Regions from separate parts of the Zea mays genome. Here regions 1, 2 and 4 are each linked to region 3. A link is a contact called in public Hi-C data. All regions are on one chromosome and are shown on one strand. The core of a region is the stretch at or near the end of the contact, and the rest is flanking DNA. Distances in the headings are between cores, read along the strand shown. Region 1 holds the start of LOC100276234. Region 2 has its middle 20 kb from the start of LOC100276234. Region 3 holds the start of LOC100279065. Region 4 holds the start of LOC100191489.

Evidence for each region. Hi-C and Micro-C count contacts between places; a contact is called where the count stands out from the background.
Region 1: a Hi-C map of endosperm shows a contact between it and region 3, with 4 times the contacts expected there. The contact joins the promoter of LOC100276234 here to the promoter of LOC100279065 in region 3. A contact is called at or near these places in 4 of 25 Hi-C or Micro-C datasets (bundle sheath, endosperm, leaf and 1 more).
Region 2: a Hi-C map of leaf shows a contact between it and region 3, with 6 times the contacts expected there. The contact joins the enhancer-like site here to the promoter of LOC100279065 in region 3. A contact is called at or near these places in 10 of 25 Hi-C or Micro-C datasets (bundle sheath, ear, leaf and 3 more) and 1 of 3 datasets of contacts at active chromatin or transcription factors (leaf).
Region 4: a Hi-C map of tassel shows a contact between it and region 3, with 9 times the contacts expected there. The contact joins the promoter of LOC100191489 here to the promoter of LOC100279065 in region 3. A contact is called at or near these places in 6 of 25 Hi-C or Micro-C datasets (bundle sheath, ear, leaf and 2 more).

The regions. Positions count from the first base shown.
Region 1 is chr7:127,421,696-127,428,023 of Zm-B73-REFERENCE-NAM-5.0, forward strand. LOC100276234 reads left to right here and starts at 3,705. Exons shown (of 8, transcript NM_001150072.1): 1 at 3,705-3,931. The coding sequence starts at 3,740.
Region 2 is chr7:127,442,375-127,448,324 of Zm-B73-REFERENCE-NAM-5.0, forward strand. It overlaps a transcript of LOC100276234 not described here. Among protein-coding and RNA genes, the nearest start is that of LOC100276234, 20 kb to the left of the region's middle. Within about 2 kb of position 2,532, at least 2 of the 20 cell types and tissues checked have an H3K27ac peak or open chromatin away from gene starts, as enhancers often do. A contact at or near this core is called in leaf, where this site is marked.
Region 3 is chr7:127,632,956-127,638,574 of Zm-B73-REFERENCE-NAM-5.0, forward strand. LOC100279065 reads left to right here and starts at 2,461. Exons shown (of 9, transcript NM_001354577.1): 1 at 2,461-3,073; 2 at 5,317-5,454; 3 at 5,543-5,612. The coding sequence starts at 2,567.
Region 4 is chr7:127,853,383-127,859,764 of Zm-B73-REFERENCE-NAM-5.0, forward strand. It overlaps LOC100191489, which reads right to left and starts at 2,570. Exons shown (of 6, transcript NM_001136921.1): 1 at 1,922-2,570. The coding sequence starts at 2,367.

The DNA of each region.
Region 1 (6,328 bases), core at 2,455-4,954, 210 kb before region 3:
TTTTTGGTGGTTGTTCTTCATCCTTGTTTAAAGCTTCGGCCTCTCTTTTTCTTCTCTGGCCCTCAGCACCCTTGTTCAGCTGCGCATAGTCAGGATATTCGAAGCCCAGTGCATCAAACACTCGGTTCAGCCTTCGCTTCGGACGGGTGCCGAAGGCTGCTGTCATCAGTTGATCTTCTTTTTTCGAATAATTCCCAAGAATTTCATTACACATCACCTCAACTGTGTCCAGCCACTCTTGGCAGGGCTTCTTAAAATATTTCTTGAATCTGAAGTGGTAAGGGAGTCGGACAAGATCCCCTTCCTTCTTCTCCCCCTTTAACTTTGGCATTTCCCATTTTTTCAGAGTAGGGAAGACTTTGAATGCTAAGAATTCTTGAACCAGATCCCTGGTACCAATATGCTCTGCAATGATTCTGAATTCATCCATTGCCCGTTGAGTTTGACCCTCTGGTGTCATGTTGCAGTGGGGTCGGGTTTCTCCGAAAGTTAGCTCGAGTGGACTTTGCACAAGCTTCTCCTTGTCCTCATCAACCTTAACATAGAACCATTCTGATTTCCAGCCTGCCGGCCATTTGCTTCGGTAGCTAATTACAGGAAATTTTGCGGTTTTCCGGTAGGCAAAATTGTAGCAACCGAAGTTTTCATGAAGCCCATCTTTTCGGGCCTTTGTTTGATAATGCAATTCATGAACTCGACAGAAACTGTCAGCAAAAGGCTCCACTGCTTGGCTTCGGAGGGCCCAAATATAAACGCTAAGCCTAACAATAGCGTTAGGAGTTAACTGGTGAAGGTAGATGCCAAACCTCTTCAATATCTCCGCAACAATCTCGTGAACAGGGAATCTTAACCCAGCCTTTAGAAAGCTTTTGAAGATGACAACCTCGTCCTTCTCTGGCTTCGGGGTGGTCTCTTCTCCCCCGAAGCGAAGTAGCTTCTTCTGATCTTCACTGAAAAAACCTGCTTTCACCATCTTGGCGAGATCAACCTTTGAAACAGTCGATTTTCCGAAGTCTAGGTGGCTGGGTTTGCTGGGCATGGCAATACGGTAGTCATCTTCGGAGTCGGTTTCTTCAATGTTCCCTTCTCCTTCGGCAGTTGTCGGGTTTGCTTCGGCAGCAGGTATTTCTTCCGCAGTCACCAGTCCGGAGCGTTGCATCGCTTCGGAGATGGGCACAGTCTCCGAAGCTTCAGTTTCGTCCCCCTCACGCTCAACCCTAGCTGTAGAGCGAACTCTGGCCATTTGATTATGAACTTGTGAAACTTTAATACTTTTTTCTCCGAAGCAGGCTTCAAGATGGAGCTTCGTTCAAGCCTGACAAGCAAGCTTCGGTGATGGTTAAAAATTTTGGCAGCAAAACAGTGCAAATAGCAGTAAATGCTGTGGTAACTTCACACCTACTCGTCTGTTTATATAGTGCTGCAGGTAAGAAGGCGAAGCGGCAGGGTTTTTACACCAGGTGGGCAGTAACTTGTACTCGCTGCGCAGTGGACCGCAAAGACCAAACAGTGACTCTGCAAGGTGGGACCGACACGATCTCGGGAAATGAATCGTTTCTCGGCAACGAGCTCAGGGAAGGTGTTTTTTGGACCTTCGGCTTCCCGAAGCTTGAGAGGATTTTTTCACGGTTCAAGCTCGTTACGAAAAACGATCTAGCGCCGCGAAAGGGGCTACTGTTGGGGCCATGCTTCGTTGCGCCGAAGGTCTTGCGCGAAGAAGCAGCTTCGGCTGAAATCGTCCCCAGGAAATGGCCGAAGGTTCCTTTTTATAGAGCTTCGGTGTTACAAACCGACATAAAGATAGAATGACCTTTTTATCCATAGAGGTCTAAGATAATGTTGTAAACTTTTGTAAAGGGCATAATTGTAATTCGTCACAGGCTGCGTCCTGTGTCTATAAATAGATGAACAGTACCCCCGTACTGTTCACGCGAACCTGTCATTTGCCTTCGCATCACACTTGTATTCTTCAAGACCGAAGGTACATTTGTAATTTGAAGTCATTTACATTCGTTTATAATAATAAAAATGGAGATGATTCTATGATAACATTTAAGTATTTTCATATCTCATGATTTATATGAATGCTTCGTTCCTCGTTGTCACGCTTACGAAGGTTCGTCCTTCGTAACCTTCGTCCGAGATGCTTTATATTCCAATGGGATATAATGTTATGGAGGACGAAGGACTTTTACACTTAACATTTTCTATGTTGCCTTGTTCTTAATTCTTAGCATTTGAGAACAAGTCCCCAACACCTCTCAACTTATGTTGAATACTTATGTCAGAATTTGTGTTAATACTGTTTGTGTTGGCTATATATGTCTGTGATGATCTGTGATGTATATATGTGATATCTGTGAATATCTTTTGTTTCTTTGGATGAAATAGGGAAAACAAATAAAAAAGGTATGTACTGGTCACTTTGCCGAGTGTGACACTCGGCAAAGTGGTGCTTTGCCGAGTGTCAGGACCATAGCACTCGGCAAAGAACCAAGACCTGGGCACCGGTATAGGTTCTTTGCCGAGTGTAATGGCTCTGGCACTCGGTAAAGAAGCACGCTTTGCCGAGTGCCATACTAAGCACTCGGCAAAGTACCTGACATGGGGACCCATCTGGCGGCTCCTTTGCCGAGTGCAGGTAGTAGACACTCGGCAAAGAGGTAAATTCTTTGCCGAGTGTATTAGGAAACACTCGGCAAAGGAGCCGTCTTTGTCGAGTGTCACATGGGACACTCGGCAAAGATGCCGTCTCCGTCAACCGGCGCCGTAACAGCTGCTTTTCTTTGCCGAGTGTTCTCTGGCACTCGGCAAACCACTTTGCCGAGTGCCCAAGAAAAGTACTCGACAAAGACGGCTTTGCCGATGCACTGTATGTCGAGCCCTCTTTGCCGAGTGCGACACTCGACAAAGAGTTTACCGAGTGTTTTTAAGGCTTTGCCGAGTGGTTTAGGCACTCGGCAAAGCTGACAATTCCGGTAGTGTATGATGCTTATGGTCACACTAGATGCTGAAGAAGGGATAGGAGCAGGTCAAGCCATGCTCGAGGTTGTGATGTCCATCTACCTGCTCGGCCAGAACTGGGGTCGAACCTCAGTGCAACATCGCTTCCTTGACGCCGTTGATGTGGAATGCAATGGCACATGGAAAAAGAAGTGGGGTGGATAGTCTATCGTTGCAGATTTGGTCCCGTGTTTAATATATAGAAATGTTTTCAAAATCATAGTATTCTAGATATTATAGTATTTTTTGAGTATTATAAACTTCATTCGAATCCAAAGTTTTTATGGCATGTATAGTTTTTTTGCCTAAATATTATGGTTCTATTTTGGTTCGCTGTCTAACTTGCCACATTTTGCCCAACTTTTCTGCCTAAGGTTAGGTCTTCAATTCGGACGACTAACCTTAAGCAAAGTGTGACACAGTTAGCCATACCAAACAGGATATCATGGTCTACAATATTGTATCTAAATAATGTTTCTCAACATCATAATATTCTTAGAGCTTACTAAAATTATAGTATTATCATAACTATTATAAAATATAATATTGTAAAAATTATGGTTATAAGAAACATTATTACTGTCAAACGAGCCCTAATCTTGTTACCGAGCTGGCAAGTCACAACGCCTACCTCCGAAGCCCCTTTTGCTAGCATCTAGCAACATCACTACATCAGCGCCCAGCGGCTCAGCCATAGGAGCATAGTCCTTTCTCCTTTGTGACCCGGCGCAAAAATATGGCGTCGTCACCGTCCCTGCGCCCCACGGACAGACTCCGCAGGCCTCCGGCCTCTCCCGCGTTCTGCTCCTTTTCGGCTGTCTCCCTGCGCGGCCTCGTCTCGCTCTCCAGCGCCTCTAGGGTTCTCTCCGTCTCCTTCCGGCAGCGCCTGCTGACGGCTGTGCGGAGCTCCAGAGACCCTGGAGAGGTGGTATGTTCTGCTTTTACTTATTTTTAATCAACGAGGTTTACGGATTTTGTTTTCGATTGCCTTGATTGGGGACATTGAACACAAACTCTTTCCTGAATTTCCCGATGAACTGAAGAAAATTGAGCTGTGCGTTTGTATATGTGTCTCTAGTATAAGTTGATTCACTGGATTGGATGCGGCGAGTCCATTCTAGGCTCAATCTTTTAGTATTGATGCGGCGAACAACCATAGTATAGGTTGAACCTTTTGTGGGATGCCGATTTGGACAGTACGGTCTCCCCTGTTTGTCAGTTCAGAAATTGGCAGCTGATACTTTTAGGTCCAGACAGCATAAGCACATTACTCCAGGTTGCTACTTGCTAATCATGGGAACCGTTAAATTTATTTCAAGAGATTTGTCACTATGTCCTGTATTTTATACCTGCGCTCATAGTGTGAAAAGGTAGGGATCATTAACATTGTGCTACAAAAAAATGTTGTTGCTAATGCTTGGTGTGATCTTACTAGTAATGAAAAGGTGTAAGTTGTTTTCAAGACACCAGATGATAAATAATAATTTGGACATGCATGTAGTGAAGCTATAAAAAGGTTTCACAGTGTGACGAGAGTTGAGTCACCCTAGTGCTTCCTTGATTGCCAAGGATCATTCTATGTACGGAAAGCATGTTGCGGCATGACACTAACCAAATATTTGCAGGTGCATCTGGAATGTTTGTTTCTTTTGTTCTATATACATTTATGGCATTCTTTTTTTTTCGTGAACGCGCAGGAGAGCTGCGCATAATTAAATTAAGAGAAGAAAACAGTCCAAAATGGACCAAAGTACAATACCACAAAAGGCCAAACACAAGACCACCAATTCTGCTACGCACAGAACTGCAGCTTCCTTCTGCGCATGAAAACAGCAGCACACAAAAGGACAACAGCATAAGTGCCAGCAGGCCACACACCCACACAACTGCTCTTCACTAAGCCCCCAATAGAACCCTTGATCTGAAAATTGCAGCACCAGGACCCAAAGCCTCAAGATGTGTAGCACCGGCAAGCCTCCAGCACTCAAACTCATCCAGAAAAACTGATTTTATTCCATGAATGGAAGGGCTGACGCCATCAAAAACCGCCTTATTACGATGAAGCCATAAACACCAAGCCCCCAAGATGATGATACTGTTAAAGCCTCTTCTTTTGGATTTGTGCACTTGCTTACACACCTTCTCCCACCAGTCAGCAAAAGTGGACTCATTAGAGGCAAGGGAAAGATTAGCCAGTCCCAATGAAGAGAGAATGTAGAACCAAAATTGCCGCGCAAAAATGCAAGTGCAAAGGAGGTGTTGGATATTCTCTGAATCTTGATCACATAAAGGACAAACCTCAGGATAATCCAACCCTCTTTTCTGCAGTCTATCAGCTGTCCAACATTTATTTCTTATTGCCAACAAAAGAAAAAAAAATTGCATTTGGGTGGAGCCCAAGTCTTCCATAACCTCTTCCATGGTTCGAAAGTAATCGAACCCATGAAGAAGGCCCTATAACACGACTTCGAAGAGAACTGACCAGAGGAAGAATGAATCCACACATGTCGATCAGCCTCCTGAGTGAGCACCACTCCCCTTAATGCATCCCAAAGGTTAAGATATTGTTGCAGCCCAGGCAAATTAAGAGGGGTCTCAATGTCACTGATCCACTGCCAATTTTGAAGAGCATGGGCCACCGTTCTAGAAGAAATAGCTCGTTTCCCAACATTAGCCACAACAGCAGGGGCAAAATCTTGGATACAAGACCCATCCAACCACCGATCTATCCAAAATAATGTATTATACCCATTACCAACCAGGGTAACAATAGAAGAAGTAAAGAATCTCTTGACAAGTTGTTGAATAGGCAAGTCCAAACCAGACCACGACTTGTTAGGATCAGTTTTTTCTAACCATAACCATTTAGCTTGCAGCGCCCAACTCTGCTATAGCAGGTTAGAAATCCCAAGCCCACCGAGATCCAAAGGCCTTGTAACAATGTCCCACGACACAAGGCAATTGCCACCATTTACCTCCTTTCTTCCTTTCCAAATAAATCCTCTCCGAATCTTGTGTATAGAATTAATCACCCACTTGGGGATTTTCATGGCAATGAGAAGGTAGATCGGGATGGTTGAAAGCACAAAGCGCACCATAGCTGTCCTGCCAGCAAGACTAAGCAACCGAGCCTTCCAATTAGGAAGTCGGTCTGCAACTTTCTCGACCCAAACCATGAGATCAGATTTTTTGAGCTTTTTATCTGAAACCGGCAGCCCCAAATAAGTGCAAGGAAATGAGGAAGAAGTGCATTGAAGAATATTGCAGCCCATCTGTACCGCCTGCTCATTACACCTGATTGGGATAACGAATTTTTTTTGCAAAT
Region 2 (5,950 bases), core at 1,282-3,781, 190 kb before region 3:
CCGTCGAGTACCGGTCAGGCTCTACGAACACGGTGGCCGACGCCCTCTCCCGCCGCGACACTGAGGAGGGCGCCGTGTTGGCCATTTCTGCGCCGCGCTTTGACTTCATCGGCCGCCTGCGTCACGCCCAAGCTACCGATCCGGCACTGGTGGCCATCCACGACGAGGTGCGCCGAGGCACCCGCACCGCGCCCTGGTCGGTCGTCGACGACATGGTCGCCTACGAGAGGCGCCTATACATTCCCCCCGCCTCTCCACTACTGCAAGAAATTTTGGATCCCGTCCACGGCGACGGGCATGAGGGCGTCCACCGTACACTGCACCGGCTCCGCCGTGATTTCCATTTCCCCAACATGCGACGTTTGGTGCAGGAATTTGTGCGGGCGTGCTCCACTTGTCAGCGGTACAAGTCCGAGCATCTCCATCCAGCAGGGTTGCTCTTGCCTCTACCTGTGCCCTCGGCGGTCTGGGCTGACATCGCGCTGGACTTTGTGGAGGCGCTACCCCGTGTGAATGGGAAGACGGTGATCCTGTCCGTGGTTGACCGCTTCAGCAAGTACTGCCACTTCATTCCACTCGCGCACCCGTACACGGTAGAGACGGTGGCACAGGCATTCTTCACCGACATTGTGCGCCTCCACGGCGTTCCGCAGTCCATCGTCTCCGACCGCGACACGGTATTCACCTCGACGTTCTGGCAGGAGCTCATGAGGCTTATGGGTACTAAGCTTCACATGACGTCCGCTTTTCATCCCCAGTCGGACGGCCAGACGGAAGCCGCCAACCGAGTCATAGTGATGTACCTGCGCTGCTTCACTGGAGATCGCCCCCGCCAATGGCTGCGCTGGTTGCCGTGGGCTGAGTACACCTACAACACCGCGTACCAGACTTCGCTTCGGGACACACCGTTTCGAGTGGTGTATGGCCGAGAGCCACCTTCCATCCGCTCTTATGAGCCGGGGGAGACGAGGGTGGCAGCCGTCGCCCGGGACATGGAGGCTCGGGAGGCCTTCCTGGAGGAGGTCCGGTACCGCCTAGAGTAGGCCCAGGCGACCCAGAAGCTTTACTACGATCGGCACCACCGTCAAGTCTCCTACCAGCCAGGGGATTGGGTCCTCCTTCGTCTTCGGCAGCGGGCAGCTTCTTCAATGCCCAGGACCACCACGGGCAAGCTCAAGCCTCGCTTTGTGGGGCCCTACCGCGTCGTCGAGCTCATCAACGACGTCGCCGTTCGCCTGGCCTTGCCGCCAGGGGCGCGCCTCCATGATGTGTTCCACGTGGGTGTCCTCAAGAAGTTTGTCGGCGTTCCACCAGCGTCCCCGCCTGCCTTAGCAATCATCCACAACGGCGCCGTGGTCCCTGAGCCGATGCAGGTTACTCAGGCACGCTTGGCGCGAGGCGTGCGTCAAGTTCTCGTCCACTGGAGGGGCGAACCGGCCGAGTCCGCTTCCTGGGAAGACCTCGACGAATTCCGCAGCAAGTACCCAGACTTTCAGCTCGAGGACGAGCTGGGTCTCGAGGGGGGGGGGGAGAGATGTCATGTGCGGGCGCACATATAGGCGCCGCCGTGACGCACGCCGCGCTGCAGAGCGCGCTGAACGCGCACAGGAGAAGGCCACAACCAGTGGATAGATTTAGAAATAAAGATAAGGCTAGAGAATAAGATTGAGACGAGAGAATTGTGGAGAGTTAGTTGGCAGCAGATAAGTCCAAGAAAATAAGAGTTAGTTGAGAGTTTATAGGAGAAGTTGGTTAGCCATAGGGCTATTTATAAGCCACATGGCAGCAGGGAATAAAGCAAGCAAGATTATTATTTCCTAATCTCTCTCTAAAACAAGCCGACGGTTGAGGGGAAAAACCTCACCGGCGACGACGGACCGTGGCTACGAACTCCGTAGTCAGGGGCCAGCTACCCTAGGTCGGGAGGTCCTTGACAGCTGTGTTCCTCACTGTTTGTATTTCAGCAGTAGTTCGACGTTGAACCCGTGATGCTGTTTCTCTGTTCTGAACTCGGCCCTGCAGATTGAGAGGAGCTACAGAATACAGATCAATTGTTGTTCAGCTGCATTGAGTTTCACCTTCAGTTCAGTTCATAAAACAGCAGCATATCAGCTTGCTTTCTGTTTTCGTTTTGCAGCAGTTGTTGCTACATCTGTTCCCTGCAGCAGGATATTTTTTTTCAGCAACTCGTTTCAGCAGGCGACAGCAGCTGACCGTCAACAACAAAGTAGACATTCGCATTCGGATTAGGTGCAGTGCAGCATCTTGTTCCTATTTAATTCAGTACATTGGCTGATATCTAGTACTTTGGTTTCTATTGAGTATTAGTTCTTTCAGTTGTTTAAATGGTTCAGGTATTTTATGATTTTTTTTCAGTTCAACAGCTGAACAACATAACCTTGGTTCAAAGTAGTTTTCTCGGTTCAGTGAGAGCTTTCTGTCTTTTGTTTTGCTTCCGCGGTGTTATAAGCAAGTGGATCAACATGTCGCGATCACGAGTTTTCGTGTGTAACTTTGATAATTTGGAGAGAGACGTGTTGAATTGAAATTAAGATAAAAGATCACGAGTTTTCGTTTATTTACATACTAGTATGAGGCCGGCTCCAACGTTGCACTGGCTATTTGGGAGCTATAAAACCGGAGCCGGTCTCCTAACGATCCAAGACGTGTTGATACATCAAAATTGAATAAAACGGGAAATTTAACCCATCCAAATCTTTCCGGTTTTCTCGTTGTCAAACTAGTCCTGAGTTTCTCCTCTCCCCCCTTCCCAGTAATTCGTGTAAGGCTCACGGAGATGATCCAACACTGCCTCCTCCTGAGTTTCTCCTCTCCCTCCTTCCCAGTAATTCGTGTACGGCTCACGGAGATGATCCAACGCTGCCTCCTCCTGGAGTCCTGGTATCTGGAATGAGAGAAGCAAATCGCCGGGTACAGGAGAGCTCTAATCTTCCTCTATTTCGTTAATTAGTACTTTTAACTATAAAATTTAGTGGTAAGAATAGGACGGATACAGACCGTTAGTAGATATCATGTATCATACCTTATGTATTTCAATTGAATTCTGGGTCAGATATGAATAATTAGAGACGGGATATGAATACAGGGGTCAGATAATAGATATTTATTAGATGATGTATGAATTGCTTATTATTCACTAAAATTTAGTTCACGTATAGAACAGTTACACCACAAACATTGCACAGACCATAAATTAACATGACAATATACCAATAAGTCAAGATCATACAATAGTCCAACACGATAGTTCGAATGTAATGACAAGATTTAGATCACATAATCTCTACTAATCTATATGTACCTATCGTGGGCATCCACACTCCACACCCAGCTTCACCGTGCCCCGCCCAGCATCCCGTCGCGCCCGCCCATGTGTCACTACGCGCCCTTCGCTCCTCGAAAACCTCTCCCTCCGCGGCTCCGCGCCATTGCTCATTCCTAGTGCTGGGAATATGGCTGGGCTTTTTGGGCCAGCACGAGCACGACCCAAAAACAGGAGCCCAAAGCACGGCCCGACACAAAATAATATGGGCCGGGCTAGCACGGCCCGAAGGCGGGCTTAGGCCGGGCCTCAAATTCCAGCCCGTCGGGCCCCCAGCACGACCCGCACAGATGGGCCGGACTTGGGCCGGCACGGCCCAATTAAGTCCAATTTGTTTAATTTCTTTAATTTAGTAAGATATCGACTTTATATTGTTATGATATTTGGAATTTATGTGGTCAAATGATGCTAGGATTGTTTAATATCTTTAATTTAGTAAGCTATGGACTTTATGTGGTTGTAATATTTTGATATTATGCGGTCAAATATACGGGCCGGGCTTGGGCCGGCACGGCCCAACAAAGGCACGACGTGGTTTAGGGCCGGACTGGGTCACTGTTTTTGTACTTCGGGCTAGCACGGCACAGCCCAAAAAACTTTTACGCTTTAATGGCCCGAACCCATTTGGCACGAAGCACGATGGGCTTAGGCCGAGCTGGCCCGGCACGGCCCAATTCCTAGCACTACTCATTCCTACCGCGCTGTAGCCACCACATCAGTGCTTCCACAGAATCTGCCCGACGCCGAAATCCCTGCTCACCCCCAAATCCTCCCCCACCACGCCCTTCCATCGACGACGTCGACGAACTACCCACGCTTCTGTATCTCCTGAGCTCCGAAGGGCCCCTCGCCCCTTCCCCTGCGATCCTCGCCCTCGCTCCTCGCCCTTCCAGGTACGTGTGCGCCCCAAAGCTCCTTGCCCTTCCAGGTACGGCCCCGTCCCATATCTCCCCTTCATCGACGCTCGTATCTCCTCGCCCTTCCATCCACAGCTAGCGCGCCCGCCCCTTTCCATCGTCATCGCCCCCTTCCATCTGCAGATCCCCTACGACCTCGTCAGCGGTGTGCCCTACACCGCACTCCCCATCACCGTTGTACTCTCTATCCACGCTTTCCCCAACCTGGACTGCCTTGCCCCGCCCAAGCGCAGCACCTCTCGATCACGCCGTCGCCGGAGGTCTGCCCCCTGAGAATGGAGGCAGTGTCGTTGACGACGACGGAGCCCGCACATTTGTGGATCCCACAGAGTGGAGCTCTCATCTCCTCTTCCCAAGCGGTGGGTGCTCTCCGTTCTTGGGGAGCCGACGCTTGTCGGTGGGCGCCATGCCAGCAGCATCGACGACGACGATCTGGTGAACCTCGTTGGAACTTGCGTTCCCGGACAGGTTGATTCCAACAGGGGAGTGGGAAAGATGTGAACACGGTTTAACTTGAGGCAACAATTGCTCTGTTAATCCAGCCTCTCAAGAGAACTTTACGGGGGTATTTATAGGTGCCTGAGTACCCAACGTCTCAATGTAAGGACGCATGTGCCCTCAGGCACCCGGTCTATCGCCGGAATATTCCTATAAAGGAGGGTTACAGACTGTCATTACAGAAAAGCTGTTACAAATCGGGCCCGTAATACATTTATCCGAGCGGGGCCCGTTACAATGGGTCGAATCCCACGTGGGCCTCCAGACGGAGTGAGGACGTAGGATGGGGCGACATCGCCGTAGGCCTTCGTCCTGTATCGTAGAAGACGAAGGGTGGACCTCGCCGGTCTTTCTGCTCCCTGTCGGCGCAGCGAGACAGACGAAGGGTGGACCTCACCGGTCCTTCTGCTTCCTGTCAGCGCAGCAAGATAGACGAAGGCTGGAGCGGAGGGTAGCGTCTTCGCCTTTGCCCCAACATTTGCCCTCTGAGGGACCAGTTCGACTAAGTCATCTAGTGCCGAAGACGTCGCTAGATGGTGGAGACGTTGCCCTCGCTCGAAATGGTTCCTCGGGGTTTTTTGATGTGACTGTTGATGGACGCGGCACTGTTGGACTGCGGGTTTCCCGAAGCGCCGCGTCCTATGTATAAAAAGGGGAGCGGGGGGCGGCGCGAGTCATGCTCTCTTTCTGCGTGCCGCAAAACCCTAGCCTCCTTTTGAAACCGCTCGTCCGCTCGACTGCCCTCCTTGCTCCTACTCGTCGGAGATCTGGCCCGCGTCAAGCAGACCGCCCGCCGCCGCTGACGGTACGTAGCCATGCCGACCTCTTCCTCGTCTGCTGCAAATACACCGCCGGCCGGCGCACTGTCTGAGGATACTCTGAGCGACATGGCGGCGGAGGAGCTCCGTCCTGGTGATACAGTTGAGTTTGGTGTGTCGCGGATTTCCTCGGTCCGCGTCCAGGATATGCAGCAACTTGGATATTTTGGCAGCGGAGTGGGGCGTGTTCCTGGGGCGGAGGAGGTCCCCGAGCCGGAAGGCGAGTTGGTCATGTTTGAAGCGTTTTTCACCGCTGGCCTTCGTCTGCCTACACATCGATTCGTGGCAGAGGTGCTGCGGAGATTCGAGGTCCAGGTACACCAGTTGACGCCGAATGCCGTGGTGGCCCTGGCGAAGTATGTTTGGGCGGCGAC
Region 3 (5,619 bases), core at 1,211-3,710:
TAAGCACTCCATCAACCGCAATGTCATCATCTTCATGGTAACCTAGCTTTTGTTTAGCCTTTGTAAACACATCGCTCAAGGAGGGTCTACCAACAAATAGTACAGACATGTGTCGCATGTCAATGAACTTGGCATTTTCATAGGGATCTTCTTCCACATTGCCTCCATGATATAAGCTCATAAAATTGTCCATCTATTTGAAACACGAATTAAACATTCAATATCCACTATGGATGGTTATTGCCTAACCACAACCCACTAATAACTAGCTACATAACTATAACTATAACCACAACCCACTAAAATACTAACCACCTTATAACTAACTACTTAATAACTAAGTATAAATTTTGACAGCACCTCCCCTGCACGGGGAGGATACTAAAACCTGCACATTCAACTCACATTCATCATATTCGATCAAATTCGCATTTATCACATTCATTTTCATGACACTCACATTCAACAAACAACTAATTATAGCAACAAAACTAACATACCTAACAAAAATGTTAACACAATAACTAAAAATACTAACTAAATACTCAAAAAATTACCTAGATGGCCGGGGGCGAGGTCGGACGACAGCGGCCCGGGGCAACGGTGGCGTGGTGACGGCGGGGCGAGGTCGGATGACGGCGGGGTGGCGGGGCCACGGGGCGCGTGGGTGGCGGGCCGGCCGGCGTGGGCCTGTGGGCGGCGAGGCAGCGACGTGGTTTCAAGAGTGAGAAAAACGGGGAAGAAGGTGACCCCGCGCGGTATAAAGGGGGTCGGCGCCAAGATCTATGGCGCCGACCCCCTGACACGATTCTGCCGGTACCAGGGGTCGACGCCAAGATCCATGGCGCCGACCCCCACCACCTCACCATCCACGTCACCCAGTCAGGCACCATCAATGTTGGCGCCGTCACACGTTAGCTCGGCGATATAATGGCGCCGAGCCGGGGGGTCCATTTTTTAAAATGAAACTGCAAAGGGCATAATTGTGCAAAAAAAAACCCAAAAGGGCTAGATTGTAAAAAAGTTGGCCCTACTCACTGCCAACTCACTTTTTTAGTCTTAGGTGGTGTTTGAATGCACTAGAGATAATAGTTAGTGGCTAAAATTAGCTAAAGTCATCCAAACACTAGCTAATAGTTTAGCTATTAGTTATTTTAGTAAATTAGCTACTAGTTAGAGCATCTCCAAGCGACTCTTAATTTTTGGCTCTCTATTTGACTCTATATTTATCTTTTCATAAAGATTACACTTTATATGTAGCATCTCATCAGTCCAACAGGATCTAGTTTGACTAGTCAGAGTGGCTAGCCAAGTTTGGCCAGTGACGGAACCAATTTAAAGAGTCAAATAGCTTGACGAGTCACATTGTTAGTCGGTTGGAGATTTATTTTGCTACTAAGTAGCCAAAATTTGGCTTGACGAGTTAATTGACTAATCTTTTGAAGATGCTCTTAACTAACTATTTGTTAATTAGCTAATTATACTAGAATTTTTTAGTCAACTAACTATTATCTATAGTGCATCTAAGGGAGTGTTTGAATGCACTAGAGCTAATAGTTAATTAGCTAAAAATATACTAGTAGAATTAGCTAGCTAACAGATAGTTAGCTAACTAGTAGTTAATTTACTAAAAATAGCTAATAGCTAAACTATAAGCTAAGGTGTTTGAATATCTCTAGCTAATTTTAACCACTAACTATTACTCCCTCCGGTGCAGTAAAAGAAGTCATCCTGCGCGTGACCGAGCGTGCACAAAAAGAAGTCATAGCGCGCGTGGGTCTGGGATTTGGACGTTATTGCCCCTAGTAATTGCACAAAAAAAGATGCATTTAAGAGGAATCGAACTTGAGACCTCCAGTCTAGAATGCCTTGGAGCTGCTGCAGCAACCAATCAAGCCTGATTGTTTTAGTGACATTAATGCACTCATATCCCTATTTAATAGGGGCAAACAGGGAAAACTCTATGATAATTAATCACTCCTTGGTATGCACAATTATGTCCTAAACGACTACCTTTACTGCACTGGAGGAAGTATCTCTAGTGCATTCAAACACCCTCTAAATACCCTTCATCTTCCGTGTTCGCTCCTTCCAACCAATCGATACAGAGATCTATTCTAGAAAGCAGCTTTATCCGAGAATCTAGCGGAAGCTGTTTTTCGAACCACGCGGCCCACCTGAGCTGATCTTTTCCTCCCTTTGTCAGAGTCCGCAGTTACTACCGCAGCTGAGAGATCAAGACGAGATCTCGGACGAAATGGAAGTTTCTCAAATTTCTGCATGCGAACGAGAACGAGCGCCGACGCGTCCAAATGGCAAGGCCGTAATTGCAGTGCCACGTCTGACCGTTTCCCTGTGTGTCTGTCTCCTCACTCCCGTGTCCCGTCTCCTTTTTTCCCACTACGCGGTCTTCGCTCGCTCCTCGAGTTCAGTCCTCACCTCCCCACCGAGCTCCATTAATGGCGCCTCCCCTAATTTTGCCATAAGTGCCGAGACCACGTGGGGTCTGGGAAGGAAAGGCTACTGCCACTTCAGAGGTCGGCCTGGGAGGCTGCATCGCATCCACATGGGGTACCAGCCCATGCACGGCAACGGCGGGACAGCCGGTGCCGGGACATCAGGCTCCGGCGGCGGCGGCGGCGGAGACCACTTGCGCCACCACCAGCAGCAGCGCCTGCACAGCCCCCGCATGGCCGGCGGAGGCTCCATGACGCGCCGGGCCAGCTCGTTCAAGCGCGGCGGGGGCGGCGAGATCGAGCTCCAGATCGGCTCTCCGCGCTCGCCGAGGTGCGACGGGTTGGGGAGCCCTCCCTCGGACTCCGTGGAGTCGTCCGGTAGCGGCCTCCTCCTCCACCAGAGCCAGCAGAACCAGCACCTCCGGTTCCGGCTCTTCAAGCCGCCGGTCTCCGGCGGCAGCGCGGTCGGACTTGGTCTGGGGATCCGCGAGAGGAGGAAGCTCGGGAACATGCTGTTCCTCGCCTTCTGCGGCGTGTGCTTGCTCCTCGGCGTCGTCAAGATCTTGGCGGGCGGCTGGTTCGCCCTCCCTGGCAATGACAAAGACGCCGATTTGAAGGTAAATAATTAGGATTTTTATGTGCAATGGTAGCTGTTATTATTTGATACGCCTATGTTGTTCACCCTCCTGAGTCATGATCAACAGCTCCTGGAGAGTCACCTAAATGTCTTATCCCAACTTGTCATGATGAATAAACATGCTCTCAGCCTACTTGTTCAGTTACTTGCAAGCTCGGTGGTCTCGTTGCAGAAAGCATCACGATTTTCTGAATTTGTTTATCAGATGCCCCTTTTCATAGAATTTATTACCCTTAGCATTCCCAATTGTAGCAATGCATTTTGCGAGCCTAGTAATTTCCAGCTGTAATTTCACTCAGTGGGATTAGGACCGCAATGGTTTAACAGATATCTGATGGGACCTGCATTCTGTTGTGATCCTTTTAGTTTGGATTGTATAAAAAATCATTTTAATGAAATAGCTGGGAGATATAAGAGACCGGCCTAGCAAAAATAATCTGGTTTTGGATCTGTTAGGTTGGACCATTTGAGTTAGGGAGCATATCAAGTGCAAACCAATCTATTGGTGCAAAACTTGCAAACCAACACAAGAATGGAGACAAGAATGGAGGTGGCAAGACCTTTTTTATATGATTTTTTTTAAAAGGTTCTCCCACCTCCATTCTTTTGTTGGTTTGCACCAATAGGTTGACTTGCACCTGATATGTTACATTTATACTGTTCTATGGAACTTCATTAGATAGGTACCAATGAGAAGCTTTCGGTACAGACGGACAGGTATTGGCAGTTGGCTTACAAAGAGACACTAGCTCTAATGTTACTGTCTATTACTCTATTGGCAGTTGGTTTCTGTAGGCTGTTTGTGCACCTTCGTTTTCTTCTCCCGTATATGTCTATGGTCTCATATAGACACCTTTTGTCTTTGTCATCAATGGTCATGGTCTTTACTAGCCATAGGTGTGCATATGGTAGTTAATACTAGGGGTGCAAACAGTCAGATAGCTACAGTCTTGGTTTCGGATTCAAATACCGATGGTGTCAACTGTGTCGGATAGTTCTTGTGTCATGTGTGTGTGGGGGGGGGGGGGGGGGGGGGCATGTGGGTGCGTGTGTGTGAACATCAGAACATGGGTATGGATGGATCTGTACTCTTCTATACGGATTCAAACTTGGATACGGTCAGAAAATATCTGTATCATTTGCACCCCTAGTTAATACGATTAATCTCTGTGTTCATTGCTTGGGCTTATACATAAGAATTCCTTACTGAGTACTGCCAGATCAAAACTGCAACCTTCTTATTGCCTCTCACCATTGACTAGAGTAGTGCCCTTATCTCTCTATTTAGTCTAGCAATTAGCCAATGCTAGACTTCCATACGCTGGATTTGATCAACGACCAATTTCGGAAATTTCTCTTCCGAATCTTTCTAGAGTCGCCTCTGTTATGCCTAAATTTATACATAAAGACTGTTTGGTCTGGGCAGTGAACATTCTTGTAGCATAAGGACAAGTCCTCCAGTTGTGAGGCTACCAACCAGGGCTCAAACCCTGGTTCGCACAAAAAGGCCCCTTGCTGTGTTCCCCAAAAGCATGAGTGCTTGTGGCAACCATGCCCTCTTACCGGTAAGAACAAGCTGTCAGGTGCCTTTTCTTGAGTCTTGACCTTTGAAGCAATGCCTTTAGGGCCTGTTTGGAAGCAAGGTATTTTTATAGTTTCTAAGCAATACCATGGTTTATAGGAATATTTAAGTATTTTATGCCATGAGGTGTTTGGTTGCAATCCTAAAAATTATGTTTCAAAGCCATGGTATTTTAGATACCATGATATTTTTGGAGTATTTAAAACTCCGCTCCAACCCAAAGTTTTCATGGCATGGCTAGCTTTTGTCTAAATACTATGGTTTACATTATTGTATCCATACAATATTGCAAAACTACGGTATTCTTGGAAGTGACCAAAACTATGGTATTGTCATGACAATTGCAATGTATAGTATTGTAGAACTATGGTTTTAAAAAACATTGTTACCAAACAGGCCCTCAGGGTGTCTTTGCCCCTTGGTTGAGCTTTTATTAGCAATAGTTTATTTCCAATCGTGTTGTATTTTTGTGTATGCCCTGAGCTTATTACATTGTTTCAGCATTTCATGAAGTTTATATAACCTGGATTTTTTATAGTTAATCCAAATTTATTGTTGATCCATATAATGGATTTAAGTATCAGAAGGTTTGGTACTATTATATTATAATGCAAATTGGATGCATTTTTACATGTTTGTAGGATCTCTCTATCTCCTTCTCTGGTGAGAAAGTGCATCAAGCTGATCATCACTTCGTATACATGGGAGGAAAAGAGAGTGACAGGACTTTGATGACAGTGGAATCTAGCATCGGTGGAAGAGAAGACGGTGTGGCTGAGGCTAGTAGTATATCTCTGCCTAGACCCATCCTTTTGTCAGCAATGATTTATGAAACTTTACTTTCTTTTTTGTTGGTGCTTCATGTAGGCCTCTGATATCTGGTCTCAGCCAAGCAGTACAAATTTCAGACAATGCATTGTTTCAAACTCTCATAAAAGTAAGTT
Region 4 (6,382 bases), core at 1,320-3,819, 220 kb after region 3:
AGAAAGAGAAAGTAAGACTCAGTCGCCATAGAAAAAGGACACAACTGCTATGGCATAAGATGCTTTAGTTATTTTTCATTCGAGAATTGTTAGCTGCACTGCTAGGGGAAGAATGGAAATACAAGAGGTACTGATATGCATAGCAAGCACATTTGTTCACAGGTCACCACAACTAACTTGATAAAGCTGTAATGTCATGTTCTCAAAATGTGTTGTGGAACCTGTCCTCATATTTCTTAGCACAGCAAATGAACCAACTTCTGAAGTGGAAGATTCATAAACTTTATGTTCATCACGATGAGCATAGTAAATTGGATTTCAACTCACGGAGAGGGAAAAAGTGAAACTGCTATCCCTCATTTTTCTGGTATCTAGGCTAAAATAGTGCTAGTCCCAATGAGGCTTAGTGCATTTCAGAATGACAGAATCCAAATATTTGCAACCGAAAACATTGATCCAGCCAAAATGTTAGTGGAAATAAGTAACTGTTTAATACAAAGTGTAAGGCATTTCTTTTCCCTGTAGTATGCATGGATAGCTCAACAGCACAATGATAATAAGGTCAAAATTCTGACCAGTACTTGTCACAAAAATACATGACAGGCAACATGAATATTTCTAGAAAAGCAATACATGAATGATAGAACTGCTAGAGGGGACCAATTCTTTCTGAAATTTTGCTACGCATGCCTAATACCACACAAAAAAGCTCCAGCTTTTCATGGAAAATCCAGTTTTCTTCTGAAAGTTTAGAAACTACATGATTTGTTTGGATCCGAGGAGCTAAAGCAAAAGTGACTAAAGTTTAGTCACTTAGAGCTAAAGATCCAAACATGAAGAGCTAAAAGTGACTAGATTGATATTTTTTATCATTTTAGTCACTTCTAGCTCTTCCTGTTTGAATCCTTAGCTCATAAGTGACTAAACTTTAGTCACTTTTGTTTTAGTTCCTGGGATCCAAACAGACCAGGGAAAATGCAGATACTCTAACTCTTTTCCCTCTCTTAATTGAAAGGCAGAGCTCCCACCAATTCGTTAAAAAAAAGACCAGGGAAAATAATCACTCTTCTTCAGGACATAAAAACAGTTCCCATGTGAGTAAGGATGAGAGAGAAATAGTAAGTGGGAAGCAAATAGTACAAGAAAAGTCTGGGTGTTTTTAGTTTCACAAGACACCAGCTCCATGCAGGTCCAAAGTGCACATAGTTGCGCACTTTAAAGTTCCACTGGTGATACTAACAAAAATCTCAACGCCCTCTCTCTCAAAAAAAAAAAACACCGCATCAATTCAAGACAGCAGTAAGACGTTCTTGCTGCTACATTTCAGGTCTTGAGAAGGCACATAGCTAAAAGATAGATTGGGACCAAACAGGCCACCAACCTACTCACCAAGCACAAGCCAAAATCAAATATAAGAAACTTTTGGACCCTTGCATAAGAACAAAAAAAGATAAAACATAGAGGAATTATCATTGCCGAGATCCCAGTGAGAACTCTTTCCCTGAGATAGCTCCACGGCTCTCAAAAGAAGAATTTCCTTAAAACTTAAAAGACATCTCAAAGTCTCATACGAATTAAAATCTTGAATACAAATATATAAAAGACCAGGCCGATTGACTATCAATGGCATTTACGAAAAAAATAGAAAGTACATAATAGAGTAACGTTGGACTGTTCCGAGCAACATTAGCAAAACATTGAACCTGTATTTTCTAAAGACAACATCAACGACCAAAAGTAAACTTAAAGAACAAGTGATGTAATAAGCAACAAACATTCAATTGATAAGTCCAACCAACCAAAAACCAAACAAACTTTCATAAACCAGACACAACTGCAGTGGTAGTTACAATAAAAATTCACGAGGACTACTGTGATTCCGGAAACGAAAACAAAACAAAAATGAAGGAGGAGAAAGCACCTCTTGTATACGTCACCAAATGTGCCGCCCCATAGCCGCTTGCGGAAGAGCCCCTCGGCGCAGTGGTGCCCCTCCCATAACTCCAGGCCCCCGGTGACGATGCCCGGGACGAAGACGACGGGGTGCTTAACTCGCAGCCCCTCCTTCTGCAGCTTGACCCCGGGCGGGTCCGGGAGCGGCCCCGTGATGGCCTCGGTGACATACTGCGGGAACGAGGCCGGCATCGCGTTGTATAGAAAGAGCAGCAGCCACCAGGCGGAGCACACGCACCCGACCAGCCAGCAGCAGCTGTCCACGCACGACCACTTGGCCTTGGTCCGCTTCGTGGGCTCCTTGGACGGCGACCCGGAGGATGAGGACGGCTTCTTCCCCTTGTCGTTGTCGTCGTGGTCGGACTCGTCACCGTCAGAGGGCGGCAGCGGCTTTCGCCGCCGCAAGAATGACATGGCGCGCGGCGGCGGTGGGTCCGACGGCGGCTAACTGCGCGGGCACACCTGCATCCCGGGCCGCTGCTGCGGCGGCGGCGGCGTCCGGTAGAAAACCCTAGGCGTCGGAGGAAGCGAGGCGGGCAGGTCGAGGGGCCGTCGACCGGTCGACCCGTCGTGGCTTGGCTCCGGCTTCGTGGGGTTCGCGCTTGTGAGGTCGCGCGAGAGGGAGAGAAGAGGCTGGGGGACACCGCCGCGCCACAGGTCCACAACGATCGCTCCCATGCGCCCGGTGCACGTAGGCGGGTACAACGCTCGACTGAATCGTGAAGCCAGATATGTGCGGCTGATCTGTGGGGCAGTGGGATCGGCAGCGGTAGGTGCAGGAGGACTCCGTTCATGGAATGCGGTGAGACGAGGTGGGGGCTGAGAGGTGGCTGGCTCAACTGACGGCAGGGAAGGATGGGTTCAACGCTTCGTGGGGCCAGACTGGCAGAGGTAGACCATGTCGGTTACCACCATTATATGGTTCGGTTATTTCTATTGTGAGACTTGTTCGTTTAGCTCTCAATGAATTGAGTTAGATTGGATGGATTTAAATAACAAGTAAGTTAAGAATCTATTTGGTTAGGCTGTGGCTGTGAAAAAAGTTATTATGAGCTGTGGAAAAAGCTGGTGTAGGCTATGAGCTGTTAAAAAGTTAAAAACAGTTTGGTGGAAACCACTAAAAGTCGTTAAAAGTTCTTCGATATATGTTTTCACAGTTCCATCCAAAAGCCACTAAAAGCAGGTCCAAGGGTGCTTTCAGTTTTACACTGCAAGTCGGCTTTTAGAAAAAGCTGCTTCCTGGATCCAGCCCTTTAATTGGTTTTTGGTTTTTAGGGGGCAAAAGCCAAACTAAACACACCCTAAATTTCTTTATAATTTTTTTAATACTATCCAATCTATAAATAACGGGATTAACCAAATAAAGTCTCATATAGATTGGATGAGTTAGAAAAGTTTATAAAAGATTTTTAATTTGTTTGGTATTTAAATCCATTTAATTCAGAGTAAAATGAATAAGCCCTAATGTGATTTGATCAGCGGTAAGCCTACAGCTGAAACGTTTTTTTTTCTTTTATCTCTCTCACCCGCTATTGAATGGGAACATTTTTTTTCTCGACGCAGGAGAACGGCACCCCATATATTAAGAAGAATTGAACGCGAACATATCCAATACAATTTTATACTACCACTATATTTTTATATTTAATGCTAAATGGTACAAAAATAAACTATAAAACGTTAAATAAAAAATAGAGGAAGTATTTTTTGGAATTAGTACGATTAAGCATTTTACATTATTAATTATAAATCATGCGGTGACAACATTTTATAAACAATCTCTTATTTATGTTTCGACGTAAATATCACATGCTTACATTATTTTAAGACATTATAAAATAGACTAGTATAATGATCGCGAATTATGACGGCACATAGAGATGAAAACGGTCGGAAACGGTCGGTAAACACTAAAACCATTATCGTTTTCATATTTTTTATCGGAAACGAAATCGAAAACGGTAACTCCAGAAACGGAAACGATATCGGTATTTCGGAAACATCGGAAACAAAAGTCGGTACGGAAAACACATCGGTAACGGTCGAAATCTAAAATACGATCGGTAAACATATCAAACTTCACAATACAACAAAGTTGACAAAAGATCACAATGACCACAAGTTCACAATTCATGATATAACAAATTCACAATATAACAAGTTCACAAGGATCACAAATTTATAATATAAAAAGTTTACAAAAATCACAAGTTCACAATATAACAAGTTCACAGTATAACAAGTTCATAAAGATCACAAGTTCACAGACTCAAAGTTCACAATTCACAATATCCACTCGATTTAGCTGACATGGCATGCTTACTCATGAAATATTTTTTCCTCACATAAAGAGTTTTTTCACAGCCTCACAGGAAAGCCCTAAAATCTAGTGTGTGGAAAAGACAGACTGTCAACTCTCTATCATTATATATTACTAATACATAACATGCGCTTAGAAAAGGGTGGATTTGTTTGAGAGACCAAATGATTAATCTCAACTGCCTTCCAACACCATCTATCCCAAAAAATCTTTAAACGTCCAAAAAATACAAAAATAAGTAATCCTTATCCAGAGACATACAGGCGATGCGGAAAAATCACATGCTGGAAAATTCCGAAAAAAATTCTGAGACACAATTAGCACAAACTTTCCAGATTTCAAACATCACCACATCGGTAAGCAATCATCCATGAACCATGATCCATTCATCCATCCATCAGAAAAGAAATCAGTACTTCGGGGCTAATAGAAGAAATGGAGAAATGGAGTCTGCTCACCTTCTTTGGTCACCATCCGAGTTCGTTGGCACATGAGAATCCATGGTCGTCACTGTCATCCTAGGCTCCTAGTAGTCAGCGATGCTCTCATCCCTGGTGAAGTCGCTAGTGTGCCATGCTAGTGCAGTTGTCCAGTGTGCAATGCTAGCACAGTTGTCTAGGCGTGCGATGACTGGCCGGCTGGGCAGGGCGTAGTGTATGGCTGGTTATTTTAGGGGTTTGTTTTTTGCTAGTCTACTAGTTGCCTTGTCATGTTGCCTTGTTGGGATAGGACGTGGGGCCTGGTGTGCTGCCATGCTAGGCTTGGTGGTCGGCTCGGCCTCAACTCATTCATACAAATGGGACAGGTGTACACGTATGAAATACCTAGGGTAATCGGGTTCGGATTATTGCTTCCCAAATCCATACACATTTGCCCAATGGGTAGAGATTTTGTCCCATATCCATACCCATAGAGACAATTTTTGTCCCATACCCATACCCTAATAGGGGAATTCCCCACGGGTTAGCGGGTATCGGGTCCCCATTGACATCTCTAGATGAGTGGGTGGTAAGCATAAGGGTTCGCTTGCCACCTGACAATGATCAGATCGCCTGGGTGTGAACACCATCGCTCGCTTGCCATCCGTCAATATTGAAACCACCACGGCTACAATATGACCCCCCCATAACGGGCCGAGGGGTTAGGCGAGGTGGAGGAAGAAAGAGCTCACGAATCGGACAAAACCCACTCGAGTGGGACCTATGCATCCAGACTGGCCACGCCATCAGCCCTACGCACACCGCATTAAGACTAGCTCCAACAGGGTCCTGTAAATGGTTCTGTCCTCTAAAATATAGAGGTTGCAGGCACCATTTTGTCTCCAACAAGAGACTCTAAAGGATCCTATAAATTTTGGAGCACGACATGCATCCGCTAGAAATGGAGGACGTATGGTTCTCCTCTATACATTGTGCTCATTTATTGTGTTTGCTCATTCACATGCACATGACTGGTAAAAATCAATATAGAATGCGAAATATGTTACACTGCTGATATAGAGGATGAAATTTAGGGGACATGGCTATAGATGAAGAAAATATAGAGGTTATAATCTTTTAGAGAGTGTTGCAAAAGTACAGAGAATATTCCTTTAGGGGACGAAATTTATGGGACGTTGCTGGAGACAATCTAACTACGTCAGTCGGCGGATGCAGCGTAAACAATATTGGTCCTCCTTCCACTCATGATCTACAAGTCTTAGGTTTGAGTCCCACTCATGACCTACGGGACATAGGCCTAAGTCCCACTCATGACATACGCGCAGGACATCGGAAGGCATCTTGATGCAGACGAACGCGTCAAGAAGGCTGTGTAGTCGCCTGCAACCTTCACGTCCTCATGTGGTTCGTCCTAGTGCTCCAGATGCAGCACCTCCGAGTTATCCACACGTACAAGAAGGAAGCGCCGCGTTCCAAATTGCTAGGTTCGTGACGGCGGCTAGGCAAGGGGCGGGCGACTGCTCATTTACTGGTGGCGAATTAGGGTTACCTTTACCGCGCCCCTGCCCCTCATTATATAGGCATTCTGGTGGGCTTCTAGCTCCGAGGCCCATCAGTAACTCTAAAGCGCTGTCTAATTTTGGATCTAATCCGAGTTAGGCTTCCTTCC